3 separate regions of the Mus musculus genome follow, and regions 1 and 2 are each linked to region 3. Evidence: chromatin contacts called from public Hi-C and HiChIP or PLAC-seq data. All regions are on one chromosome and are shown on one strand. Each heading gives the region's core, a stretch centred on a gene start, on an enhancer-like site or on the middle of the called end of the contact. The rest is flanking DNA. Distances are from core to core; before and after follow the strand shown. Region 1 has its middle 28 kb from the start of Gm40742. Region 2 has its middle 45 kb from the start of Gm17745. Region 3 overlaps Cfap54 (cilia and flagella associated protein 54).

Region 1 (4,570 bases), core at 968-3,467, 350 kb before region 3:
GTCCAGGGTGGCCTAAAGGGATCTGTCTGACTTTGAAGGTGAATGTCAGCACTGCCTGGCTTTGCCTAGAGGTGGTTGCTGTTGTTGTCGTCACTATTGTTATTTTCATCATCTTCATCATCATCATCATCATGACGCTTGGCTACAGTTTGGGGGAAAACCACAGAAGTAAACTTCTGTTTTCACAGCGTCATCTCATAGATGTGTGACGTTTGGTTTGGTTTGGTTTCTGACAGTGGATGTTGACCTTGATCACAAGGCTGGGGTCCTGCTTGTCAAGGTTTCTGCTGTAAAAATCCTCCCATCCCTTCCCCTCCCTTCTACTCTCTTTCAACGCCGCACTCTTTACAAGGTTACCATTCTTTATAGCTCCAGCATATCAGACTGCACCATGACTCTTTGAGGTGAAGGGATCTGTATCATCATGGAGGGCTCCAGTCCTGGGCCCACCCCTGGCCATTTTCATAGCCTCTCCTTTACTTCTCTCCCAACAACAAGGGAAAGAATTTCTGAGGGTGTCATCCCTGGTCTCCTACTCACCGGCAAAGTATTACCACGTCTGACCTCCATTATTTGTTGAAGAATAGGGATTTTATGACCACTATCTTTTTGCTGAAGAATGGGGATTTTAGTCCAAAAACAAAACAAACAAACAAACAAAAACAACCAGGAAGGACCTAATTTTTAGGATAGTAAAGATGGGTTCCGGCTTACAATGGTCTTCCTTGGCATTTTTCACTTTATGATGTGAAAGTGCTAGACAACCCACAGAAGCTAGATACTGAATTTTGCTCTTTTTCTTGTGAATTTTCAATATTTACTTATTTTTATCCTTTGACTACTTCATACCTGTTTATAATTACTCTTAATCCATTTCCCTGTCTTGTGCCCCATCTCCTGCAGAAATCCTTCTTCTTTCCAACAATCCATCCTTCTAGCTCCATTTATTTTGGGCGTGTGAGGCCTACTGAGTTTCCTCAGGGTCTCCTGCATGAGCATGGTTGGAGTTGTTTACTGGAACATGGTCAATTTACCACTGGGGATATGTGTGTGGGGTGTTTGTGTGTGTGCAAGCATGTGTGGATATATGCACACATATATGTTTTATATTTATATATGTATATACGTATATGTGTATATATGTATATATATCACTGGATATAGTTTTTCAGTGATATATATTTTTTCAGTGATGTATATATTACTGAAGAAAATGATACTTTCTCTTCAGGCAATATTAGCTGTCAGGGAATGGTGGGGCTTCTTGGGCCCCTCCACCATCCATGATGACATGTTGGCGGGCCCAACTTTGTGCTGGTCTCATAGAGTTAAGTGCAGCTGCAGTGTGGTAGGAGTGCCTCAGCCAGGTCACGTCCAGAGGACATCATTTTGCTGTGCCTCACTTGAGTTTTGATCTATTCTTGGATTGTTGATATTCTGCATCATACTTCTTCATGCTGCTTGTCACAGCAAGTCACAGAAAGTCACAGCTCATAGCCGTCCAATTATAAAGTTAAATGTAGGGATAATCTCTCATGTACTACATGGAAGCATCAGCTGTCAATAGAAATCTGGTAGCCAATAAGCTGAGGCAGAAGGTGGGACATCCAGCAAAGAGAGAGGAACTCTGGGATATAGTTAGTCACAGGAAAAGATTCCCACCTGGACTTGAAAGTCAGACATGTGAAATCGAGGAGCGGTAACTAGCCATGTGGAAGACATAGAAAAGTATTAAGATACAAGCTAGTCAGAAAACAAGCCTAGTTTAAGGCCTAGGCATTTACTCATTAATAAATAAGATTCTGAGTCATTATTCAGGAACTGGGGTGTGGGTGGAAAGCCTGAGTGGTTACATCTAAACACCCAACACTATGCAGCGTACTGTACTGCTCAGCAGTGACATTCAGCAGTTAGGATTACCGAATACATTATCAACCTGCAAGTGATGTGTTGGAACAAAACACCATCCTAGGAATATCTATAATGTCCTGAATATTGAATGGATCCAGCATTATGGATAGCTAATTCTAGTTTGTTTTTTTAAATAGTGTATATATTTTTTAAAGTTAAGCAATGTGAGCTGAATTCTGCCCTCAGTTGTTTTATAAGCAAGTTTCTAAACGTCCCCTAAGTTTTTGTTTTGACAGCAAAGAACTAACTGACACTTCTTCCTGCCTGTGTTCTCCAATGACCTGTTCCAGCCCCAGGCAGCCCACAGCCGTTGTGCAAGACCTTCAGTCATTTTGACTCCAGGAGCAGAAAAGCCTGGAAGGACAGACCACCCTCCAGAAGAGGACAGTTATATTATGATGGCAAGGAGTGCCTCTTGAGAAGGAGCTTGCCTCCTCAAGAAATAAGGACTCCCTTTGATCACTTCACAGAACCAACACAGTGTGTGGCCACCCAGACCACATCCTGACCAGCGTGGCATGAGCTCAGGGTGTGGAGAAGCAGGCATCAAGATTACCATAAGAAAGAAGGCAAATGCCTTTATCACATAGACACACACAGACACACACACACACACAGACACAGACACACACAGGCACACACATGCAGACACACAGACACAGAGACACAGACACACACACACACACAGACACACACATAAACATACATACACACACACACACACACACACAGGCACACACAGACACACACAGGCACACACATACAGACACACACACACACACACACACACACACACACACACACACACCACCTTCACCACCAGCAATAAAACAGAGCAAGGTGGTGAAGTTCCCAGATGTGAAAATGTGGGAGAATGTAAAGGACCTATAAAGGATCAGGGCCATGGAGGCAGAAGACTGTGGGTCTTTTCCAGCTCTCCAACCCCTTCCTCAGAAGTGTCTTTCTCCTTCTTAAGGAATTGTCTATAAACATATGTATACGTAAATGTACATGTATATACATATACGAATGCATACACACTTTACAGCACCAAGACTTATAGATAACTCATTCCCCCGAGCATCCCACCCCCACCCCGCCGGCCAAATCCTTTCTGTTTAAGCCTGAAGCTTATGTTGGCATCCTGGAGATGAACTCGGGTGACTGAACCTCTTTTTTCTTGTGCTTGTTTTTCCAGGGCATTCGCCTCACCCTGCTTTTCTCTACTGCTTGCTTTCCAATTGACATATTGGGCTGGATGATTAGAGCTTGGCGTATTAGGGCTGCTGACTTGTGGCTTTTACCCAGGAAACTCTTTGACCACACCCCTTTCTATCCAGAGATAACCAGTTAACATTTGAGGAGAAAACTTCCTAAATGTGGAATATAAAAGCACATATAGGCATGCAACTGTAGATAAAATCAGAAACATACAAAAGTCAGGTACTACTGTGCATCATTATTAATAACTAATTATTAATTAATTGACCATGAACATCTGTTACACTTAGCCTGCTACAATTAACAACATAAGCTAGGCGGTTTAAACAGCAGGCATTTGGTTTCTGACAATTCTGAGGCGAGGCTGTCCAAGTCAAGGTACCTGTTGATTCTATTCGTGGTGAGCACCCTTTTCATGATTTGCCATGGCTTCACCTGGTGAAGACAGTGGCCATCTATACTGGTTAGTTTTGTGTCAACTTGACACAGCTGGAGTTATCACAGAGAAAGGACCTTCAGTTGAGGAAATGCCTCCATGAGATCCAACTCTAAGGCATTTTTCAATTAGTGATCAAGGGGGAAAGGCCCCTTGTGGGTGGGACCATCTCTGGACTGGCAGTCTTGGGTTCTATAAGAGAGCAGGCTGAGCAAGCCAGAGGAAGCAAGCTAGTAAGGAACATCCCTTCATGGCCTCTGCATCAGCCCCTGCTTCCTGACCTGCTTGAGTTCCAGACCTGACTTCCTTTGGTGATGAACAGCAGCATGGAAGTGTAAGCCGAATAAACCCTTTCCTCCCCAACTTGCTTCTTGGTCATGATGTTTGTGCAGGAATAGAGACCCTGACTAAGACACCATCTTTCTCGTGTCTCTTCTGGTAAAGGCCCGAATCCCATTCACTGGACTAGAGAACTAGTGACTGTCCATGTCCTAATGACCTTTCAAAGGTTCTATATGGCAAACCCATTCCACTGGGGATTCATTGTTTAATATGAATTTGCTGTGACACATCCAATTCATGACATTTACATATACAAAATAATTCAATCTGTCTGTACAACCATGAGAACTTTAATCTATTCCGTCAACTGTAATGTCTGAGGTCCAGAATTTCTTTCCACATATGAATCTATGAAACCAAATAGCTTGTGTGCTTCTAGTATGCGAAGGGCAGAGGTAAGACAGGTGGCACCGTTCTAGGAGGGACAAGTAAGATAAAGATGTGATGGATTCTAGAAACTCAAATGCTAGCAAGGCAAATTCCGTGAGGCGTTCAAGTACAGACACAACCCTCTTTGACTTTCTGCTTTACGTTTTAGCTCCCATCAACCAGAGTTTTGAAACCCAGTGAGGCAGAAATCTTGACTTCCAGACCCTTGAGGGCCCTGGTCCTTTCTTCACAGCTCTGCCAGGCAAGTGTCACATCCCCAAGGCTCTGCCT
Region 2 (4,617 bases), core at 1,913-4,412, 330 kb before region 3:
GATCACATTCAGATTCTGCTTGGTAACCAGTACATTTACTGGGGTTTGAACTGGAAACTGAAAGGGCTCTTTGGAAAGTCGGTTGGATGGTGTTTTGCTGGGGCAAACATGTGAAGTTAGCATTTAGCTGAAGCAGACACAGGTGAAAGGATGTTCTGCTAAAGGAAGCGTGTAAAAGGACAGGTGATGAAGAATGCTTCACTAACACACACATGTATTGTTCCACCTTATGTTGTATAGCTGAGCTCCTTTTGTTGGGACCCTATAGACAGAAATACACCAAAAAACTTCTGGTGGTATGCTGCAGTTTTTTGTTTTTGTTTTTGTTTTTTACCACATCTGTGGACTGGGGCTGATTGGCAGAGTGATGTCAGCTGAAATAGACTCGGATGCTGAGGCAAAACCCATGAAGGACACGTGATGTTTGGAGGGAGTATAAAAAGAACTGGAAAGATAGTGACAGGGGCTGAGCTTGGCTTGTTTATAGAGCTTGCCATTCAATGCTTGTTGGTCTTGCATCTTCGCTGATCTTTGCTTTGCTGAGAGAGGCACAACCGAGAACTCCTGGTGTCTCTCCAGGTCCTTCCTGCTGACTTGTACCAAGGCTGAGGCCTGGCTGTCTCTGCTAGGTCTTGGCACCACTGCTGATTAGTGGTTACTATCCCAACTCCGTGGAACTGGACTGCTGGTATATCCATAAAGTGTTTTCGAGTGGATCCAGTTGCTCCTGCTGCTAACCTGTGAACTGAACTGCTGATTTCCAGACAACACAGATGGCAGTTGCTCCAAAGAACTTTTCTCAACTGGTTCACTCTCCTTGTATCCTTTCTTTTCCACTACCTCTGGTGGGTGGTGGGCTAAAAGGGAAGTTAAAGCGTTTAAGAACCATCATTAAAAGTAGACTTTGAAAAATATTAAAGTGGCAGGGGTAACTTACAAGAGCTTGGGTGAATCTCACATCTGCATCACAGACAATAGCCCATCCCAGTGTTAAGTGATGACTTACAGAAGTTATAGCATCAGATTCCTATCACAGTGTGTACAACTGAGAAGCTGATCTACCGAGATCTCCTCGATGGATTATGGGAAACAAGGCTATTGAAGTAATCTTCACCTGCCTCCACCCCCATGCACTGCACCCTGCATCTCATGGTGGGCTGATGGAGGTAGCCTGGTGAGGCTCCATATTATCTCCAGGGTCTCCTGCAGGTGACCACAGGTGCTCTGACTAAAGATGCCCTAGCAACTTACAGGGTTTCCTTATGGAGCTCAGGCTGACCTTGCACTTGTAATCCTCCTGCCTCAGCTTCCTGAGTTCTGGATTACAGGCATGTGCCACCATGCCTGTCTTTGTTTACTTATTTCCACAGTGTTTTCATAATCAAAAAAATGTATCCTTTTATGTTTCAGTAATATTGGTTAACTCATATCCAGCATCAACATGTACCTGGTACCATTTTTATCAATTTTATATGTATTAAGGCACTTACTTATCTGTAAGCTACTCTAATTTCTATTCTTCACATACCACAGCACTGAGGAACAGTAGCGTACCTCATTCCCAGTAGAGTTTTAATAATATCAGCAAAACAAAAAGATGAACAAAAAATTAAAGTAATTGGGGCTAGAGAAATGGCTCAACGGTGAGGGACCCTTGTTCTTACAGAGGAGCTGGGTTCAGTTCCCAGCACCTACAGGGCATCTCCCTGCCTTCTGTAACTCCAGCTCCAGGGGTTCTGACACACTGTGTTGGCCTCCACTGCCTACAAGCCATACACATACACACATTCAGGCAAACACTCGTACATATAAAATAAGAATAAGCAAATCTTTATTGAAGACTGTAATCCTAACACTCAGCTATAATCACTGTTAACATCTGGTGGGAATGGACATCTATAAATCAGATATGGGTGAGGGAGAGCAAATATCAGCATAGTTAGGGGTATGCTCGATGTTGTTTTAGTTTTAAATTAAAAAAAAATTTTAAATGTTAGTTTAAAAATTAAAAATTTTAGATTACATTTTAAATTTTTAATTAAAAAAATTAAAAATTAAAATGAATCTCAACTTTGTTTTAGTTTATTTTTTCATCACTGGCAGGAACAACCTAGAAGAAGATTTATTTTTGCTCTCAGTTTCATGGGAGATGCAGCTGGGGCTCCATCAGTGCCACTGGCAACTTGGCCAAGCAGAACTCCTTGTTTCCTAATCCTCTGAAGTGAACAGGTCACACTGGGTCACCTTAGCATCTCCCCTTATTATACCTCTTTCCTGATCTGGAAACTTGCAAGCCCAGACTCTTTGACTTGGCATAGGATGCTGCGGCCCGTTGTCTTAAACTCCTGTCTCATCACCTTCCCACTTTGATGCTGTCTCTATGACTTATAAACTGTGGAACGCTCTAGTATCACTTAGCCCTGTTTCCCCTCAGGACCCTCATCTGTCTCAGAAGGATAACAACCACAGTGATGTCACTTGATTCTCACTCGGACGTAGTCATCAGAGACCAATCAATGCTCAGGACATTAAAAAAAAAAAAAGTTTTCCCACAAGGCCAGATGGTAGATACCTTTGACTCATCGGGTCACAGCCTCTTTCTAAGATGACCAACAGCTAGAATCTGAATGTTTGTGTCTCCCAAAAAAGTGTCTAGCCCTAGTCCCCAAGATGATAGTATTGAGAGGGGGACAGGATGTTTGGACACATGAGTGGAACCCTTATAAGAGGGATCCCAGAGAGCTGTAACCTATTCCACATTGCAATTACACAGTGAGATTACATCATAGGTATGAATCTAAAAGCTCTTACCAAGCACCTAATACAGGTGCTTTGAACATCCCAGCTTCGAGAAATGTGAGAAGTAACTCCCTATTGTGTATAGGCCACTCAAATTATGGTCCAGCAGCTCCAAGGGACGAGATAGGCAGCCACAGACAACACAAAAAAGAATGAATATAACTGGTCCACCAGTGAGATTTTATTTATGGTCACAGAAATTTGCATTTCAAGTCATTTACATGTGTCATGAAATCTTTCAATCTTTTTTTGGGGGGGGCAAGGATTTAAAAGTATAAAAAACCTTTCTTAGTTCACGGAGAGTCGGTTACAAACACAGGTGCTGGACTAGGTCTGGTAAACAAGCTAAAGTTTGCTACTCCTGGTTTCGAACACCACCGGGCACACAGGAAGAGCTTTACAAGTCTAAGAGAAGCGGTTACAAGAAAGGGGAGGGACCAGGACCTGGGATGTGACAAGGAGGTGGGAGTGGGACAGATGTGTCAAACAGAAGATGGGCTAAGGACCCACCATCCTCTGAGCATCTCTCTCCCTTGTGGGGAGCGGGTGTGGCGGCAGTCCCAAAGGCGCCAGAGACTGCAGCTAAGTCATATGACTTGCACCTGACTTCCTCATATAAGACACGAACATCTTGAGTGCTGCGCAGGTGTACCAGGATTCAGGTGAATCCAATTTGGTGGAGATTTGCCCCTGCTGCCCTGATTAGCTGAAGCTGCGTGCCTGGTGAGGTGGCGTGGCCTGCTGTGCGTGGATGGGAACTGAGAGTATATAAGAGTGAGAGGCCCGGGTTAGAGGGAGGATTATTATTCGAGAGAGGATTGTTATTATAGGGAGATATAAACAAGGGAGATATAAACAGGGGAGATATAAACAAGGGAGATATATAGAGAAAGAAGAAATAGGACTGAATAAACGTGTGCAGAAGGATCCTGCTGTGGCGTCGTTCTTGCTGGCGAGTTGGGGGCGCGCTCGACAGTTGGTGCCGAAACCCGGGACAAGAAACATCTTCAGGCAAGAGCGAAGACCCCCTGCTACAGGGAGGATTCAGAACTGCATCACGGGGAAGGAGCAGTTAATAAAGGTTCCCGTAAAACAGACTGTTGAGAAGGATCTGGTGTGGATTCAGAACTCTTCAGCTGGGGAACGGTACTGATGAAGAGAAAGAAGAAAGATGAAGACTGAATAAACTGCTGTTAGAAGGACTGGTGGTCGCGTCGTTCTTGCTGGTCGAGAGCAGGCGCGACAATTGGTGGCCCGTACGGGGAACCGACTCCCCCACCGAGTTCAGAACTTTCAGCAGTCAGTGGTTGCCGGCAGGGTAAGTTCACGGTGAGTGAAACTTGTGACCCCAGGAGTTTGGGAAGGACCTCGGATAAAATAGAGGTGAGCATAAAGTTGCCAGGAAGCAGGCACAAGGTAACGAAAGGTTCCTGGTTTTGGGATAAGTTAAGGTTCCTGGTTTGGGGACAAGTTAAGGAACTATGATAACCTCAGTGTAGTGATCAATAGATCCTCGCTGTGTAGTTATGCTTTTTTCTCCCATTGACCCTTTGTGGGTAGGTCTGATAGTTTTGGTCTTGTTTGTTCTGATATATGGACTCTGTTACTGTTTGAAACTGTGTGTAGAGGCAGTCAAGACAGGTCAGAAAATCCTTATAGAGCAACAAGAAAGTATGTCGGAAGAGGAGAAGGGCTTAAAAAGAAAAAGAAAAAGAAAAAGAAAGGAGACACAGTGTTATCAGGTGGTCAAAAAGGACAAAATAAAAGAGCCGAGGTGGAGGAGGAAGGCAAATTAGCTTTTGTGCCGCCTCCCTATGC
Region 3 (4,279 bases), core at 567-3,066:
ATAAAGCTTGCCTGTTTTTTAAAAAAATATTTTTATTCATTTAGTACGGGTATGTATACACATGTGTGAATGTGTCTGTGTGTGTGATTACCACAGATGAATGTGTGTGTCTATACATATATGAATGTGTGTGCATCTCTGTGGGCGTGTACACATGTATGAATGTTTATAGGCCAGAAGTTGATGTCAGGTACCATCCACAGTTGATCTTCATTTTGGTTTTTGAGACAGGAACTCTCTCTCTCACAGAACTTGCACCATTTGGTTCTGGGCGTGGGGGTGATTCAGGTCCAGTTGTGAAGACATATCACTGCCAAGTCAGCCCTGTGTCACCTTGGTGGTGCTTTCTGCCACCGAGGCCAAGGTTGTTGGTTTACCTTGCCCGTATCATCAGAACCTCCAGTCTGTTTCTCTCTCCTCCCAGTACAGGACTTAAAGACACATACCACCGTGCCTGGCTCTTTGATGGGTGCTGAGGAGTGAGCTCAGGTCATTGTGCTTGCATGACACTTTACCATTTTTCCAGTCCCTGAGTTCAAGTCTGTAACTGCATGAGACAGAAATAGTACTAGTTACCCAGTACTCTCGGTGTCATTCTTGGCTGACTTAATCTTCTAGTAATGTAGAAACCAGGCATTATGGCTGCCCCTCATTATTGCTGCAAACCCTGCAACATTCTGAGTATTGTGGAAGGGTTTGGCATGCATAGCAATCCTCACTATAGTCTTTTGAGGTAGAGATCATCAGTACTACTACTACCAGGCAGTGATATCCTCCTCCTCCTCCTCCTCCTCACTCCTCCTCCTCACTCCTCCTCCTCCTCACTCCTCCTCCTACCCCCTACTCCTCCTCACTCCTCCTCCTCCTCATTCCTCCTCCTCACTCCTCCTCCTCACTCCTCCTCCTCCTCACTCCTCCTCCTCCTCACTCCTCCTCCTCACTCCTCCTCCTCCTCACTTCTCCTCCTCCTCACTCCTCCTCCTCACTCCTCCTCCTCCTCATTCCTCCTCCTCCTCACTCCTCCTCCTCCTCACTTCTCCTCCTCCTCACTCCTCCTCCTCACTCCTCCTCCTCCTCCTCATTCCTCCTCCTCCTCACTCCTCCTCCTCACTCCTCCTCCTCCTCACTTCTCCTCTTTCCTCCTCCTCCTCCCCCTTCTTCTCACAACCATCACTACCACCACCACCATATGGACCATAGTTCACCCACATCCCATGTATTCTGCTAAGTACTTTCATGAATCTTCTCACTTGATCCTCATACCAACACTTTAACAAGGACACCGTTTTCACTAAACTTTCAGCTGAGGATGCAGAGGCTAAGAAAACCGAGCTTGCTCACAATTACCGGTGTAGATTGCAGCGTTCTGAGGCCACAGTCACAAGAACCACCACACAACTAAAGAGCAATGCCTATCCAGTCACTAAATCGGCTCCTGGCTTGCCTGTCTTATTCTGGTTTACCTACTCCAATGGAGGAACCGTGTGGAGGGACAGATCTTTTTTTTTTTTTCTCTAAAATCCCAAAGACCAAGACTGATGAAGGGCTTTTCTTCAGACAGAAGCCACTAAAGCACTCACCAGTACATGCCTAAGCAGTACTCCCGCTAACAATCAAGAGACACCTTTGCTTTGGATCTTCTGAGGCATCGTAAGGGGCAGTCTGGGACTCAACAAACGTTAAAGAAGACACTAGCAACAGTATGGACTTATGCTTTGCTTTCTGGTGAAGTATTTGGCTCACACAGCCGTTAAGCCACTCCCGTATTATTACTTAAATCTCAAGTCAACCTTGAAATGGCTCCTGACATGAACCTGTGATACACGAGGCTACACTGCCACCCTGTGGCCGAGTTAGTTTATTGTTTTTTTTCCCCCCTGCTGACACCTGAAGCAAGCTTTTGTGAGGTCCATGATTTTAGATCCATCTAGATTTTTAGCTCTTTGAAGTTTGATTTTCCTGTGAAGAAAATTGTCCTGTTTTAGTACATCTACTTTATTAATAAAAATAATTATTTCTTGCCTTTAGGGTTAGAGAAAAAAATGTTACTTGCCCCCCGCTTCTCCCCCCAGTGGCTTTTCATCTCCAGACTTGAAAGCAGGTTTTCCGGTGGGTTTTGGCACACTCCTCTCCTTTGTCAAAGCTTCGCTGAGTGGTGGAAAGAATGCTGCACTTAGCAGTTCAAAGACTTGAATTCCAGCCCCAGTTCACCTCTTTCAGAAACAGTTCAGACTCTGAGTCAGATTAGGTTAGATTTAACTTAAGGTCCCTTCTGGCAATGGCAATATACTCTCAGGGCTCTCTCTCTCTCTCTCTCTCTCTCTCTCTCTCTCTCTCTCTCTCTCTCTCTCTCTCTCTCTCTCTCTCAAACCCCAGTGTAACGATGAAGAGAAGCTGACTTTAGTTTGAAACGCGATTTTTCTTTCTTGCTGCGGAAGCTTTGAGGGATTTTTGCAAAGGCCTGTTGATTTGAAGAGGGTATTTACACAGACTTTTACACCATAGCCTCTGAACCACGATGATCCCGAAACAGGGTTGTTGTGGGGCAGTGGGTGCGAGGGAATAGGAGGTTCTGCTGATGCTGGCAAGGTAAACCAACAACCTGGGCCGCAGTGGCAGAAGGTACCACCACGGCCCCACTGACTTGGCAGTGGCCTGTCTTCAGAACTGGGCCTGAATCTCCTCACTGTGGCCACCCAGACACCCTAGAGAAAAGCCTCTGAACACTAGCCGTGCTGGATGAGGGAGATGAAGTTGGAAGAGTTCTACAGGGACCCGGAAAATTTATCTCGGAGACAGATCTAGCGGGGAGCACAGGCTGCTTGGGTATTTTCAGGTCCTTGGACGCCTGTGTTTGGAAGTGAGTTGTGCATTGCTTGGCACTTTCCCAGAAGACCTAGCTAGGACTGCGCGCCGGAAGCCTATTTAGGTGGATTTTAGTTTAGATTATGAAGTTGTCATTTTCTCGTGTTAAAAATCGCCCTATGCTGCCATGGTTTCTTGTTACCGGGATAGGAACTCTTGGTAGGGATGTCTGGTGCTGGTGGTGTCCGTGGGAAGAAAGTTAGGGGAGCCTCGAGCCCTACCACTTCAATGATCGCCTGAAGTATTTCCATAGCCAGCTTGGTGAGCTACCCCTTTAGTGAAGGTCTGTTTGCTAGTCAACAAGCATTTTCCGTGTGCCCACTACTTGCCAGGTGATATGAGGTTACCATATGATTACAATATGGTTACGATATGAGGATGACTCACAGGCTCCCCAGTCTAGTGGAAGGAGCTTAAGTTCCTGCCCGTGGATGGTAGAGCAGATTTGCACACTGCTGTTAAATCCTCATCTACATCCAGTAGTTTCTTTTCCTCTGGAATAGAAACTAACTAGACAGGGGAAAATTCTGCTCTTTCCTCTTCTGAGCCTCCACAGCCAGCAGCCGGGCCTGACTGTTACTTCTGTCTTTCTCAGTTTTCACTATTAAACACCACATGAACCTGATGGGTTTGCTCCATCCACAAAGCCATGGGGCCTTTTGGATGCAGTCCCCTTTCAAGGCTGGTCATTGATCCACTGAAGAAATTATTCTTTAGTTATTGAAGCCACATTTTCTCACGGGCAGAGACGTTTTGCTCTGCTGTCCAAAGTTGTCGTGACTTGAGGATCCAGGACTCTGGTCAGCTTTCCTATGCTGGGCTCTGCTGTTGCCATTTCCGGAGCATTCTGCCGAGTAGTTTTATGTCACCTTGACACAGGCTAGAGTCGAAGGCGAGGAGGAAATCTCAATTGAGAAAAAGTCTCCATAGGACTGGGCTGTAGGCAAGCCTCTAAGGCATTTTCTTAATTAGCGATTGATACGGGGGCGGGGGTGGTGCAGACATTGTGGATAGGGCCACCCTGGGCTAGTGGTCCAGGGTTCTATAAGAAAGCAGGCTGATCAAGTTGTGGAGAGCAAGCTAGTAAGCAGCACCTCTCCGTGACCTCTGCATCAGCTCCTGCCTCCGGGTTCCTGGCCTGCTTGAGTTGACTTCTTTCAGTGATGGACTACAGTGTGGAAGGGTAAGCCAAAGAAACCCTTTCTTCCCCAACTCACTTTAGGTCATGGTGTCTGATCCTAGCAATAGGAGCCCTGACTATGACAAGTACTTAACAGAGTATTGAACACTACCCCAGCCCATCATTCACACTGGTTCTTGCTCCAGAGCAGCATGGCTGGGCTGTATTAAAGTACCCATTGTACAGATGAGACGATTGAGGTCTGGAGAGACACTGAGATGTGAATGCAGCCTA

The links. Hi-C and Micro-C count contacts between places; a contact is called where the count stands out from the background. HiChIP or PLAC-seq counts read pairs in DNA pulled down with a chosen protein or histone mark.
Region 1: an H3K4me3 HiChIP or PLAC-seq map of bone marrow-derived macrophages shows a contact between it and region 3, with 8 times the contacts expected there. The contact joins two enhancer-like sites. A contact is called at or near these places in 12 of 484 Hi-C or Micro-C datasets (B cells, ECoMG myeloid progenitors, the G1E-ER4 cell line and 6 more), 8 of 115 datasets of contacts at active chromatin or transcription factors (bone marrow-derived macrophages, cardiomyocytes, effector CD8 T cells and 4 more) and 2 of 9 other capture datasets (adipose tissue and liver).
Region 2: a contact with region 3 is called in a Hi-C map of the N1E-115 cell line, with 20 times the contacts expected there. The contact joins two enhancer-like sites. A contact is called at or near these places in 1 of 39 promoter capture datasets (the C10 cell line), 17 of 484 Hi-C or Micro-C datasets (the Ba/F3 cell line, ECoMG myeloid progenitors, ECoMG-derived neutrophils and 12 more), 7 of 115 datasets of contacts at active chromatin or transcription factors (the 230-238 cell line, CD8 T cells, DN3 thymocytes and 4 more) and 2 of 9 other capture datasets (adipose tissue and liver).

What each region holds. Positions count from the first base shown.
Region 1 is chr10:93,400,693-93,405,262 of GRCm38.p6, reverse strand. No RefSeq gene overlaps it. Among named protein-coding and RNA genes, the nearest start is that of Gm40742, 28 kb to the left of the region's middle. Within about 2 kb of position 2,217, at least 63 of the 459 cell types and tissues checked have an H3K27ac peak or open chromatin away from gene starts, as enhancers often do. A contact at or near this core is called in bone marrow-derived macrophages and effector CD8 T cells, where this site is marked.
Region 2 is chr10:93,378,791-93,383,407 of GRCm38.p6, reverse strand. No RefSeq gene overlaps it. Among named protein-coding and RNA genes, the nearest start is that of Gm17745, 45 kb to the right of the region's middle. Within about 2 kb of position 3,162, at least 3 of the 459 cell types and tissues checked have an H3K27ac peak or open chromatin away from gene starts, as enhancers often do. A contact at or near this core is called in the Ba/F3 cell line and the N1E-115 cell line, where this site is marked.
Region 3 is chr10:93,048,653-93,052,931 of GRCm38.p6, reverse strand. The region is part of intron 5 of Cfap54 (cilia and flagella associated protein 54); the gene reads left to right. Among named protein-coding and RNA genes, the nearest start is that of Gm40739, 24 kb to the left of the region's middle. Within about 2 kb of position 1,816, at least 80 of the 459 cell types and tissues checked have an H3K27ac peak or open chromatin away from gene starts, as enhancers often do. A contact at or near this core is called in the Ba/F3 cell line, the N1E-115 cell line, bone marrow-derived macrophages and 1 more, where this site is marked.